Regions from separate parts of the Sus scrofa genome. Here all the other regions are linked to region 3. Evidence: chromatin contacts called from public HiChIP or PLAC-seq data. All regions are on one chromosome and are shown on one strand. Each heading gives the region's core, a stretch centred on a gene start, on an enhancer-like site or on the middle of the called end of the contact. The rest is flanking DNA. Distances are from core to core; before and after follow the strand shown. Region 1 has its middle 200 kb from the start of JUN. Region 2 overlaps FGGY (FGGY carbohydrate kinase domain-containing protein). Region 3 overlaps LOC102165506 (a long non-coding RNA gene).

Region 1 (4,088 bases), core at 262-2,761, 150 kb after region 3:
GCTCATGCCTGGCTGGCTGTCCCTCTTCCTGAAGCCAAAAATCCATTAGGAGAAGAGAGATGGTGAATCCGAGCACAACATTCTCATGAAATTACCTGAAATTCTGCTCAATCCCTGAGTGACCATGTGTAGCCCACTTCCCCCCTCGGAGCCTTGGTGACCTCACCTGTGAAACAACAGAGGCTTTCCAGGAGATTGAGGTCACTGTAGCTCTAACCTTTTATGATGCTGGGCCATTACAAACCACCTGTGGCCAGACTTACTAATAGAAGAATGAACCATCAAACAAAGGCCCACTCTCCTTGGGAGAACCTGACCTCAGCCAATTCAGGAGTCTCTTTTGGAATAATTGGCTATGATTGCAACTTCAAGGTCATTCTGAATGGAAAGTTCCCCAAAGAGGAGGGATTTAAAACTGAGGAGAGAAAGGGAGGAAGGGAGTCAAAATTCTGTCCAACCAAGTCAAGACATTTAAGATGGCAGTAGAGGAGTTTACATGAACTCCAGAGTTGAATAGGCTTGGATTCAACCCCTCATTCCATCACTAATTGTATAGATGCAGGCATGCTACTGGACCTATTTCTTCATCTGTTAAAAAAAAAATAGGCTCATTATTTTTACTCACAACTACTTGTGAGGCTTAAAGGAGACAGTGCGTGAAAGAGGCTGCTTGGTACAGTAAAGGTGTTCCAAGTTGCCCATTTTTTCATTCTTGTGTTTTCTATTTAAAGAGAATCAGGGAATGCTAAGAAAACACAAAGAAACTCACAGCCAAATGTTTTCAGGCAAACACACCTATGAAAAACATGCTCCAGGAGCATCCTAAGTCACAGCATCCTAAGGCTGGAAGTGACTCTAGCAGTGATCAATTACAGAAAATTATACCAGGTCTCATATTCTCCCATCCCCTATTGCTTGAATGCTGGCACGTGATGGAGAGTTTACTGCTTTCCAGAATGGCTTATTCTTAGCAAGAGGTGAGTTGAAGCGAATCACTGAAACTTTGAATGTGAGATCCAATGGCCCTAACAATAATGAGGACCCTTTGTCTCCCTTTACAACTCAACTGTCACCAAACTATATTATTATTCCACGGAGCCTTTGTTTTTGCTCTTCTCTTTCCTGGGGGACCCTCCCCGTTCTTTGCCCTCGTCTTCATTTAAGGAGACTCTTATACATCCCTTAAGATGCAGCTCAAACATCACCACCTCCAAGAAGTCCACCATGAACTCCCTCCCCAAGTTAGGCTAGGTGTTCCTCTGTACCCCCAGCTCCTTTTACTGAGCATTCAACTAACGGAAGTGAAAGCATCTATTTACATATCAGTCTCCCTACCAAACTGTGGTTCATCAAAAGCAGGGACCTTACCTTACACATATCTATATACCAGCTCCTCTGACAGAGCCTGACTCAATCTACAGAAGCTGTTTGAGGAGTTGAGCCGCCCAAAGGGGCACAGGGGCCTGTGTAGGGCAGGCATTGACTGTGTCACATGGGGAAGAGCTGCCCACAGGGAATGTGTGGCAATAATTAGAGCCTGGATCTGGCTTCCCGAGTGAGAGGATATTGTTGTGGGTTTATGTCTGTCTGTCACCAGCTGAACTCACAGAGAAGCCTATTGAAAGCATCATGTCAGACTTTTTTTTTTCCTTTTTTTTTTTTCTTTTCCTTTATTTATTTTTAGGGCTGCACCTACGGCATATGGAAGCTCCCAGGCTAGGGGTCAGATTGGAGCTGTAGCTTCCTGCCTACACCACAGCCACAGCAACACGGGATCTGAGCCGTGGCATCGACCTACACCACAGCTCACAGCAACACCAGATCCTTAACCCACTGAGTGAGGCCAGGGATCCAACCCAAATCCTCATGGATACTAGTCAGGTTCCTAACCTGCTGAGCCACAAAGGGAACTCCCTGGACTTTTCTTTTCTTCTCCATAATCTATCCCCAACAAGTTGGTGGAATGCTGGACACATGTCTCAACAAAGCTGTGCTCCAAAGAGCAAGATGGGAACCAGATTTTTTTTTTTTTTTTTTTTGGCTGGGTTGGGGGGCAGTTAAACAGAGCAACGGAGTGTAATGCCATTACGCTGTAATCAGGTAATTTAGTACTTGGGTGATGGAGAGGTAGATATTCTGCCAGTTCATGAAGTTGACATTGTGCTAGGTGCTTTCCACATGGTAGTTCACAATATATCTGTGAGTTTAGGGATAATTGTCTGTTTTACATATGGAGAAACAAAAAGTCTAGAGGTTAAATAATTTTAAAATAGTCCTGCATCTAAGAGGGGACCAATCCAGGTGTAATCCCTAAATGGGTGCTTTTTAACAGTCCTATTGCCAATGAGGTAAAGCTTGTAACTTACCTACCAAACATCCATTTCCTCCTTCTCACTTAGATGTAGACCTTCCACTCTCTGCTGGGAAAATTGTCATCTAGAATAAAGACAACATTCGCCAGCCTCCATTATAGTTGGAGAGGCTCTGGGACCAAGTTCTAGCCAAGGATGTATAGTCAGAAGGGGCTTCGGAGAAGCCTGCTGAAAATGGATAGAGAAGCTGCCCTATTGCTTCCCCAGATTTCTCCTGCTTCAAGCCTAGAATCAGATGTGATAGATGGAACTCTGGAGCCATGTCAGACCTTGACCGTGGGGATAGAAGCCATGTGCCAGAATTGGGGGGGCAGAGTCCGAGGTAACTGGAGCCTGAAACCAACGCTGGGCTTTCAGACTTCTTGTATTTGTCAAAGGAAATCCTTATGTATTTAGACCTCTGTTTCTGAAGCTGAAACAGCCCTTGTGATGTCTTGGCTCAATCACAAATTCACGGTCAGACTTCAAGCAAGTTATTTACACATTTTGGACCTTAGTTTTCTCATCTGGGGAATAAGTAGATTGAATTAGAAGGGCATTTCAGAAGGTTCTTTCTAAATGAAGGTACCAAATGTAGAGCATAATTCTGGGCAACAAGCATTGCTGGGTATGAAAAGATCACAGACTAGAGAAGCCCTTTTTTTTTTTTTCAAGGTAGTTAGAAAGAGAAGCAGGATATTGATTCATTCATTCAATCATTCATTCAGTGTAGTGGGTGTTGTGGTGTACTGCCCAGGCCCATTTCTCCATGTGCCAGGAGTATAGACCGCTGACAGTTCATGGCTGACTTCCTCTCCAAAATGACCACCAGGTGTGAAGGCTGCTATCTCAAGCAAAGCCGTTCCTGTTTTCTGGGGGCAACACATGTCCATCAATGGATTAATGTGGAAGGTACGCAAGTGTAGCTCCCTTGGCTTTGTTCATGACAGCCTAGATGGGCCATCCCAGCTCCAGAGTCCCTGGTAACTGCATCCAGCTCAACTGCTCCCTCCACCCAATCCTGCTTTTTGCTTACCCCCTCCAAGGTGGTGTTCCCAAAAGTGCCTACTGATAAACTTTCTGCAAACTGATATCCACTTGGGAGTCCATTTCCCGGGATACCTAATCTAAGGCTGTTGGAAGCAGGATCAGTTCTATCTAGGATTTTGGGTCACCTGTCAGTGAACTGGCAATCAGAAAGCCATCATTGTGGCAGGGGCAGTACTGATGGCACCTGACACCCAGACACCCTGAAATTGGGAGGATTTTCACTCTTGGTGAGTTGGGGGTGATAGTGCGAAGAAAAGCACTGGCTGGCGGGGACATGAGATGTTTGAGAGATTTGAGGGGAAGTAGTCATTACTAAGACTAATGAATGTGATGGCTCCACGTAGTGCTATCAACATATTGGAGAAAGCCAATGAAAGCCTGGAAGTGATCAATCACTAATTTAAGACAATGTGTGAAATTCAGAGGGTCCCTTTGGTAGTGTGTTGGGGCTTCTCATCTCCTGCAGCTGCAGAGCAGAAAAAAGCTGGGGACTAGGCCCAGGATTTAATTAGAAGGGTGGCAGAGTTTTGGCAAAACTGTTAATTTTGCACCCTGATGTGACTAAGGTCAGGACCCTGATCAGGAAGGAGTGGAATTCTCAGGTGGGGGGTAGGACATTGAGGTTGAAGCACTTGAGAACCTGAGAACCCTGAAGCTCCAGCCCTGCCTGGACGCTCTGAGCTGCAG
Region 2 (4,092 bases), core at 1,045-3,544, 180 kb before region 3:
AGGGAAAGAAGGAGAGAAAGGAAACATGAGGCAAAAGAAGATGAGTGAGAAAGAAAGCGAAACAAGAAAGACTAAGTAGAACAGGAGTAGGAAGGAGAAGAAAAAGACAAAGCAAAAGATGGACAGAGAGAGAAAGGAAAGATGGGGAGAAGAGAAATAACGGGTCAAACAGGAGAAGTGAGTGAGAGTGACGGAAAAACACAGCGAAACGGAAAAGATGTGTGGAAAACAAGAGAAGGACCCCGACAAGGTCCCCAACGAAGAGACAGAACGTGGAAAAGGAAGGGCAGAAGCCAGAGCCTCTCCTCTGGGTGAATGAAGTCATGGCTGATGTCACCGCCTCTGAGTCACACGCCCACCAAAGCGGAGGTGGAGGCGCCCTGCTGGGTGTTCTGTCCCACCCTCCTGGACAAGAGGGGTTCATCCCCTGCCCTGTGCTCCAGGGCACTGTCTAGTCTGGTCCTGAGGCAATTAAAATGAGGAGAGTTTCTCCTTGGGCTCAGGGAGGACACTGCAGCCTCTGGACGCTCCAAGCCTGTGGCCACTGAGTTCTCAGGTCCCAGGACCCCAAGGTGGGAGAGTCAGAAGAGGTGTGACAAAGGCTTCTGGCTTTTCTCTGATTGGGCCTAAGGCTCCATCCCATGATGTCCAAAAAGGAAATTCCCCTGATTCCCTGAACATGCAAAAGGGGTTCAAAAGGTGCTTTTAGACTGACTCACAGAACCCCTTTCTCACATTCTAGACTCACACCACATTCTATCTGCAGCCTCATGGAGGCCTCCTTTCCCCAGACTGCCAAACCTCTCCCATGCCAGGCCATCCTCCCAGCCTGCCTTCTGCAAGCCCAGCCGACCGAGTGCTACCCCCATTGGCCCACAGCCTACATGTCACCTCCTCCTGATTCCTCTCCCCTACCTGAGGTATATTTTCCAAAGGAATCTGAATTTCCATCTACTTATACAGCGCTGTGACTTTATTTCTGTCCCACTTCTGGAATATGAGCAGTTGGAAGACAGGGCCTCTGTTTGGTTTAATGCTATATTCCCAGTATTTAACCAAGTCCTTGGAATAAAAGAAACTTTCAATAAATATCTGCTGAGTGAATGAATGTTCTTGCTCAACTCTGGCAGGAGCTGATGGGTACCACACTAGCATTTTTAGACCTCTTCTGAAACGTGTACCCATCCTTAGAGCTATCACCCTGAGAATGTGGGTTGCTGAAGACAGTACCCTATAAGCCACTGATAAGAGCACAAGTGAAACTGCTCTGGAAACAGTTGCTTGGGGCATCTGAGGAGAGATTCACTCTCTCCAACCCTCGGCCTGTGAGCTGGAAAGGGCATAGGCCTGAGTTAGATTGAGTCAGATACCCAGCTCAGGCGTTCATGCAAACAGGAATAATACTACCTACTCCCCAAGTTACCCATCAAGATTAAGAACAGCTTAAAAGGAAGAAAGTGCTTACCCCCAAACAATACGGATTTTTCCCTTCTTAGCTTTTTTAACTGCATAGAGAGATAAGTATATGAAAAAGAGACCCCACTAACCTTTTTCCCAAAAAATCAATTTCTTCTGTCCTAATCATCTGAAAACACATTACTACCACCAGCATGCTACAACTTACCAAATACCATTTGATATAAAATACTGCCGTCAATACCATTCCCTACATAGGAAACTAAGACCCATTAAGTGAAATGAACTGTCCAAGATGATAAAGAGAGTAAGTGAACAGCCTCGGGTGAAATGCTGACCACTTGAACTCCAAACCCAATACTCCTTCATGGCTGTCCGGCTGCTGCTTCCCAGGACATGGGAGGTGCTCGATAAATACTTGCACAGTGATTCACTCTCTTTCTCAGGTCCACGGGCTGGTCTCTGACCCCTGGCCAAAGCCAGACCACACGGCCTCATGCCAGGACAACTGCAGTAGGCCTTACTCTGGTCCCGATTCTCTCCCCATCTATCTTAGGCTCACGGAATGCCAGTGCTGAGGGAGAACTCCAGGGGTCATGGAGAACAGCTGCTCCCAAATGCCAGACGCTGGACTGGTGCTCATCCACGAGCGATAATTTTCACTAATCAGTGGTGAATTATCCAAATAATATTAGAGAAGATGAAATCCTTATTATTAAAAACATTATGAATAATTAATTGGCAACAAGATCTTATGTCCCGATAGCTTGCTTTGCTTTCCTTGGGCAAGCTCCAAAACTCTAATACTCTCCAATACACACAGCATTACTGGCAGAAAACAGCTCTTTGTGCTATGGTTCAGACCTTTTACTGAAGCCTTCAGGAGAGACAGAAGCTACAGAGGGCAGAGCCACTTACCCAGGCAGCTTCTTACTCCCTCCGACACTCCCTAGTCTTGCATTTTTGAGCCACAGATACTGACTGTTGAGAAGCCAGGCTTACAGCAGCTTTTTCAAAGGGTGTGGGTTAGGTTCTTGATGAGGCTGCAGAGCTGAGATCAGACTTTCTTGATTACTGAGATTGCTCCCAAGTTATGGTTGCTCCTAATCTATAGCCTTCTCCATACAGGAAGGCTTCAGAGAGACATGGGTTTTGATGGGGATCCCTGGATCCCTTTATCATTCAACCAGCAGAGTGGACACAGCTTTATACACAGAGACCGGCCTCCACTGGGGTCTCAGCTGCAGAAGTACTGCCAGGAACTCCGGGTTCAGAAGAGGTAAGGAACTAGTTGAATCATTTATTCATTTTTTCCAACTATAAACATTTCAGATGAATGCAAAGAAGAGAAAAAAGCCAGCTCTTTGGGAGGTAACTCAAATATTCTGGAGCACAGACCAAAGAGTAACGGGTTGGAGCTTATGGAGAGGAGGGAATCTTAGATTTCACCTAGTCTCAAGTATGATTCTTTAATTGTGAGTGTAAGAGGATAACTTTTTATTCTAGAGATCATTTTTATCTTAAAACTTTATGTTAGACAAATATGTTACCAGGGATTTGAAATAAACCAAAAGGACTAGTTCTCTTTACCTAGGTAACTGATGTGTGGGGTAGGACAGAAGGACCTTACCTGATGAAGACCGAAGTTGACCAGCTAACCTTTATAACTCCATCTTAAATCTATTTCCTAGAATTAGAAAGCCAGACTTTTGCATTCCAGCATTGTCAGAAGCAATGCAGAAGTCAGTCTGTGTGTGATAAATCTATCTAATGACCTCCATCCTCAGCTTCTTCATCTGCAACGTAATAACATCTAGCCTACGAGATTTTCAAAATAATTAAATGAGACAGCAGACTTAAAAGTGCACAGAATATACTGAATAAATTCTGGTGTAGGTATTGATGATGTTTGTAGGTAGCAACCAAACAGAATTTAGTAAGTATCTCAGGTAATATTTCAAACTGCTTTCACAAGTGTAATCATGTCTCGACTTATTCCAAACACTTCAGGTGGACAGACAGGATGGACAGAAGGACAGATAGATGGGTACAGCCATGATAAACCAAGCAGAGTAAAATGTTAATGGCAGAATCCATGTGACGATGGTTCTAAGTGTTCACAATTGTTTCCATTTTTCTGTATGTTTGACCATTTTGATAATAAAATGTTGGTAAAAATAGCTTTCACAGCCTCGTGCACTTGGTCCTAGGGGGTTAGGGTTAGGGAGCCCCCTGAGATAAAGGATACTCCTAGCTTCTTCCTTGCCTTCCTATCACCATCACAGGGCCTCCCTCGTAGTAGTTACTAGACAAATGTTTGTTTCACTGTAAATGCCTAGACATAGCTGACACCCCTACACAGGGGTCGGGAAGGCTGGCAGTGAGGAAGCAGTGCACATAGGCTCTACTATTGTAGTTGTATGTCTGACTCTGACCAGGAGACACAAAGTCATTAGCAAATATTTATTGAGTAACTGAGTATGTTTTCAATGCCAAGCACTGTGTTTGGGTCAAGGGCTACAACAACCAGGTATGGAGAGATTTGGTCTCTGCTCTTATGGAGCCAAGAATTCACCAACCCAAATGAGAAAAATGGTCCACAAGCAGAAATAACAAACAAACAAGATTTAGAGCCAAAAGGACCTTCATGAGAACCCAGTCCTGGTACCTATGGAC
Region 3 (3,979 bases), core at 718-3,217:
CTGATTTAAGGAAAGTTGCCTCTTTCCACAAACCAATTCCAACTGTGATCCAGATGAATGCTGTCTTAAGCTCAGTATTGTAGACAGGAGAGGCAAGAACAGTCAGGACAAAAAAAGTAAATAAAAATGGAGGAAGAGTTCCCCTTGAAGCTCAGTGGGTTAAGAACTCATGAGAATGTGGGTTTGACCCCTGGCCCTACTCAGTGGGTGTTGCTGAGAGCTGTGGTATAGGTCACAGACGTGACTTGGATCTGGCATTGCTGTGGGTGTGGCATAGGTGGGCAGCTGCAGCACCGATTCAACCCTTAACCTGGGAACCTCTTATATGCCGTGGGTGTGGCCCTAAAAAGAAAAAGAAAGAGAAAGAGAAAGAAAGAAAAGGAAGTATAATTTAGGGCAAAAGTCAAGCCCCTCTGAATGGCCTGCCCAGCCTTATAACATCTTCCTGCCTGCCTCTGACCTCTGCCCTCGTCTCCTACTCAGTTCTTCCCACACCCCACCTCCACCCTGGTTACACTGATCTCTTCCGGGAGGCCTCAGACACACCAGGCATGCTCCTGCCTCAGGACCTTTGCACTGGCAGTTCCCTTTACCTGAAAGTTCTGTCAGCTAGCTACCTAAATTCCTGATTCAAATGTCATCTTCCCAACAAGCTCTACTTTGACCATCTTGTTTATAACTGCACCCACTCAGCCTTCCCACTGTAGTGCAGTGGGTTAAGAATCCAACTGTATCAGCTCAGATTCAATCCCCAGCCTGGAAACTTCCATATGCCATGGGTGTGACCATAAAATCTAAAAATATAAAAATTAAAAAAATTTAAAATAAGAATACTGCACCCACTGGCACTCCCTTACCTTACTCACATTTTTCCTTAGTTATTACCTTCTAACGTACTCAATAATTTACTCTTTCCCATGTTTCTTGTTAATCTCCCTACTGAAAAGCATTCTCCCTAAGATATTAATCTCAAATTTGTTTCCTGCAATATCCCCAACACCCAGAAAGTGCCTGGCATAAACAGCTGCTCAATTAACTTTTTTTTTTTTTTTTTTGAATGATGAGTGTCAGTGGCACTACTTAGGGCACCACTGGTTGATGAATGAATAGGCGTCCTCCTTGTACACTCTTCTCTCCTGAAGAAAGGGCTTTTTTCTTCCTTTTCTGGAGCCAAACCTATTAACCTGGTTTTTAACTACTCAGGGTTCTGCCCTGTTCTGGATCCCACACAGAGGCCTCCCAGGAGACTAGAGTAAGCCACTAACGCTGGTGACAGCCTCTAGAGCTGGGAGTTGAGTTTCCCCTTGTCCTCTTGGCTTTGCCCAAATGCAGGTCCCCTCTCTTCCACCTGTTTGCTTAGCTGCCAAGGGTTCCAGGCTCATTGGGAAGGTGAACAGGTATTTTGTGGATTAAGGAGGAAAATGAGGGAGACAATTGTCCCATACAGGACGGTGGTTCTCAAGGGCTGGTCCCCAGACCAAATGCATCAACTTCACCGGGAAACTTATTAGAAATGCATAGTCTCAGGCCCCACCCGAAACTCACTGAATCAGAACAGGGGTGGCAGTGGATCAGGCAACAATGGATTTAACAATAATTAAATCACGGACTTAATTTAATCGTTCCATTAAATTAATGAGCAAAGCTGCCTGGTGATTCTGAGGCATTCAAGTGTGAGAACCCCTAGGCTGGGGGAGGGGAGGGACTTTGTTAGAGCCTTGATGGCAGGGAGGGACTTAAAAGGTCAGACCAGAGGACAGGTCCCCGGGGTCCCTGCGTCAGAGGCCGCGCGGGGTGGTCTGACCTGGGAAGTTAAAGGCCAGCGTTCCCAGGTCCTCCACCCCCACCCCAGGAAAGTCCCCTCCGCGAGGCCGTGACCTTCCTCCAGCCACATGTCCCACTTATGGCTGCCTGGGGCGGGCGAGCGGGCGGGTGAGCGGACGGGCGGAGGCGCTGCGCTCTGGGTGCGCACCCGCAGCCCATCTGCTGCGCCCTCGCTGGTGGGGCCGGGGCGCCCGGCTCCGCTAGCAAGGTCCGCCCACCCCCTGCCCAGGCCGCCGGTCGCCCTCTCTCTGCCTCTGGTTGTCCTGTCTGTCTTTGTTGGAGCTCTGTCGCTGATTTTCTCTCTTCATCTCTGCCTCTCCCCTGCCGGAATTTTTCTCCCTGCCCCCTTTTCCTTTTTCATTCACATCCAGGCTTTTTTTAGCAAAGAGTTACCGAGCGCCCACGATGTGCCTGCCTAGTCCTAGGCTCTGGGCTGTGAGCGGTGAAAACAAGTGAACCTGCCAGCAGGGGGGCTTCCTGGGTCTTTGATCCCTTTCTACCACTTCCATCCTCCTCTGCTCCCTCCCCACCCCCACCTCTCTCTGCCCTCCCTGCATTGGCGGTTCTTCCCTCTACCTCTCTTTGTTCTGTCTTTTCTTCTGGAAGGTCTCATGGTAGGATAAAACAGCCTACTTTTGTCTGACTGCTAGAGAGTTGCAGTTAATATGTCAATCTTACCTTGAAGAATGACCCTAGTTTCAACTGTTAGCAGCTATGGACACTTTGACCAAAATTAGTTTATTAACCTAATAAATAATAAACGCAGATGACTGGACCCTATGAAGTCACCTGGCTGAGAGAAACTAGTGTTTACCTACCTTGGCCTCTGTGCTAGACACTCATGTATTCAAGAAAATGTATGCATGCATCCCATGATTAATTGAGGACCTAGTGTGTGCTGGATGTCTTTCAAGGAGAACACTGTCCCAGAGGAGGTGTTCTTCACAGCGCTCTGAAGAAGTTAAAACAATGACGCAGAAGGACTGCCCAGTACCGCAGTTAACCCTTTCAGTCTCCCTTCTAGGGGAACAAGACTATACAACAATTCGATAGATATGAAAACTGAGGCCGGGAAACCATGCAGCTTGTCCAAGTACCTGCAACTGGTGAGTTGTATGGCCAAGATTTAACCCTCATTTTGACTCCCAAGCTGGTTGCCATTAACCTACAAGGCCAGCTTAGAGGCAAGGCTGCTGTAGAGAAAAGAGAGGTGAGGAAGGAGGAGTGGGATGGCTCTAGAGTGGAAACTTGAGGATTCAACGAAGCATTGGGTGATGCTGTGTGTTACTGATGAAGTTCCATGACCTCTCTGGGCCCTCCTCATAGGTTTAATGGAGAGCTCTGTTGCCTACAAAAGGCCTTCTTCAGGTGTAACCTATAGGTTGGCGTGTAGGCTCTGGCGCCAGACTGGCTGGGCTGGAAACCTGCTTCTACTACTGACTTGCTATGTAATATTGGACAAGGCACTTAAGCTCTCTGGGCTTCAATTTTCTCATCTGAAAGATTGCTGTAATGATGACTACCTCCCTGGGCAGATGACAGAGTGAATGGTTTCTGTTAAGGGTTAGATATTAGGGTATCCAGTATAAAGAGAGCACCCAGAGAATGTTAGCTGGTTCTTCCATTATCCCAGCTCTGTCCTGCAGACTTCTCTGCCAAGGCCAGGTTCATGTTGCCCTGCAAGCCAGGCCTATCTTGTGCCTGACTCCTGCCCAGTCTAAGTCCTTTTTTGTCCAGAGCAATGAAAGTCACGATCTCTCTTCCTGACTGTAAAGGAACCAGGGATATCCTGGGAGTCTGGGAACTCGGCAGATTTGCAGTCAGGGCCTTTTAGCTGCTCACCCACAAAGGGGAGAGTTTTGTACAGAATGCTTAGAAACTTTGCATCATCCAATGTCCCAGCTTTCACAGAGGTTTTATGAAAAGCTCAAAGCATTTTTTTCTTTAGTTCAGGTGGGCTAGACAAGAGTCCACAGTATGCATGATATTAAAGAGAAGAGATTTGCGTGGTGGTGGGTTGGTCATTCTAGTGGAGAGACCTTTACTGTTTTGAGTTTCAGTTTTCTTTACGTTAAACTGAGCTTAACAGCAGCCTCTATCTCATAGCACATGTGTGGAAATGAAATTTAAAAATTACACGTAAGCATTGAACACA

Evidence for each region. HiChIP or PLAC-seq counts read pairs in DNA pulled down with a chosen protein or histone mark.
Region 1: an H3K27ac HiChIP or PLAC-seq map of alveolar macrophages shows a contact between it and region 3. The contact joins two enhancer-like sites. A contact is called at or near these places in 1 of 47 Hi-C or Micro-C datasets (embryonic fibroblasts) and 1 of 2 datasets of contacts at active chromatin or transcription factors (alveolar macrophages).
Region 2: a contact with region 3 is called in an H3K27ac HiChIP or PLAC-seq map of skeletal muscle. The contact joins two enhancer-like sites. A contact is called at or near these places in 2 of 2 datasets of contacts at active chromatin or transcription factors (alveolar macrophages and skeletal muscle).

What each region holds. Positions count from the first base shown.
Region 1 is chr6:153,482,395-153,486,482 of Sscrofa11.1, forward strand. No RefSeq gene overlaps it. Among named protein-coding and RNA genes, the nearest start is that of JUN, 200 kb to the right of the region's middle. Within about 2 kb of position 1,512, at least 1 of the 83 cell types and tissues checked has an H3K27ac peak or open chromatin away from gene starts, as enhancers often do. A contact at or near this core is called in alveolar macrophages, where this site is marked.
Region 2 is chr6:153,156,142-153,160,233 of Sscrofa11.1, forward strand. The region is part of intron 4 of FGGY (FGGY carbohydrate kinase domain-containing protein); the gene reads right to left. Among named protein-coding and RNA genes, the nearest start is that of FGGY, 55 kb to the right of the region's middle. Within about 2 kb of position 2,295, at least 11 of the 83 cell types and tissues checked have an H3K27ac peak or open chromatin away from gene starts, as enhancers often do. A contact at or near this core is called in skeletal muscle, where this site is marked.
Region 3 is chr6:153,333,439-153,337,417 of Sscrofa11.1, forward strand. The region is part of intron 3 of LOC102165506 (a long non-coding RNA gene); the gene reads left to right. Among named protein-coding and RNA genes, the nearest start is that of FGGY, 120 kb to the left of the region's middle. Within about 2 kb of position 1,968, at least 39 of the 83 cell types and tissues checked have an H3K27ac peak or open chromatin away from gene starts, as enhancers often do. A contact at or near this core is called in alveolar macrophages and skeletal muscle, where this site is marked.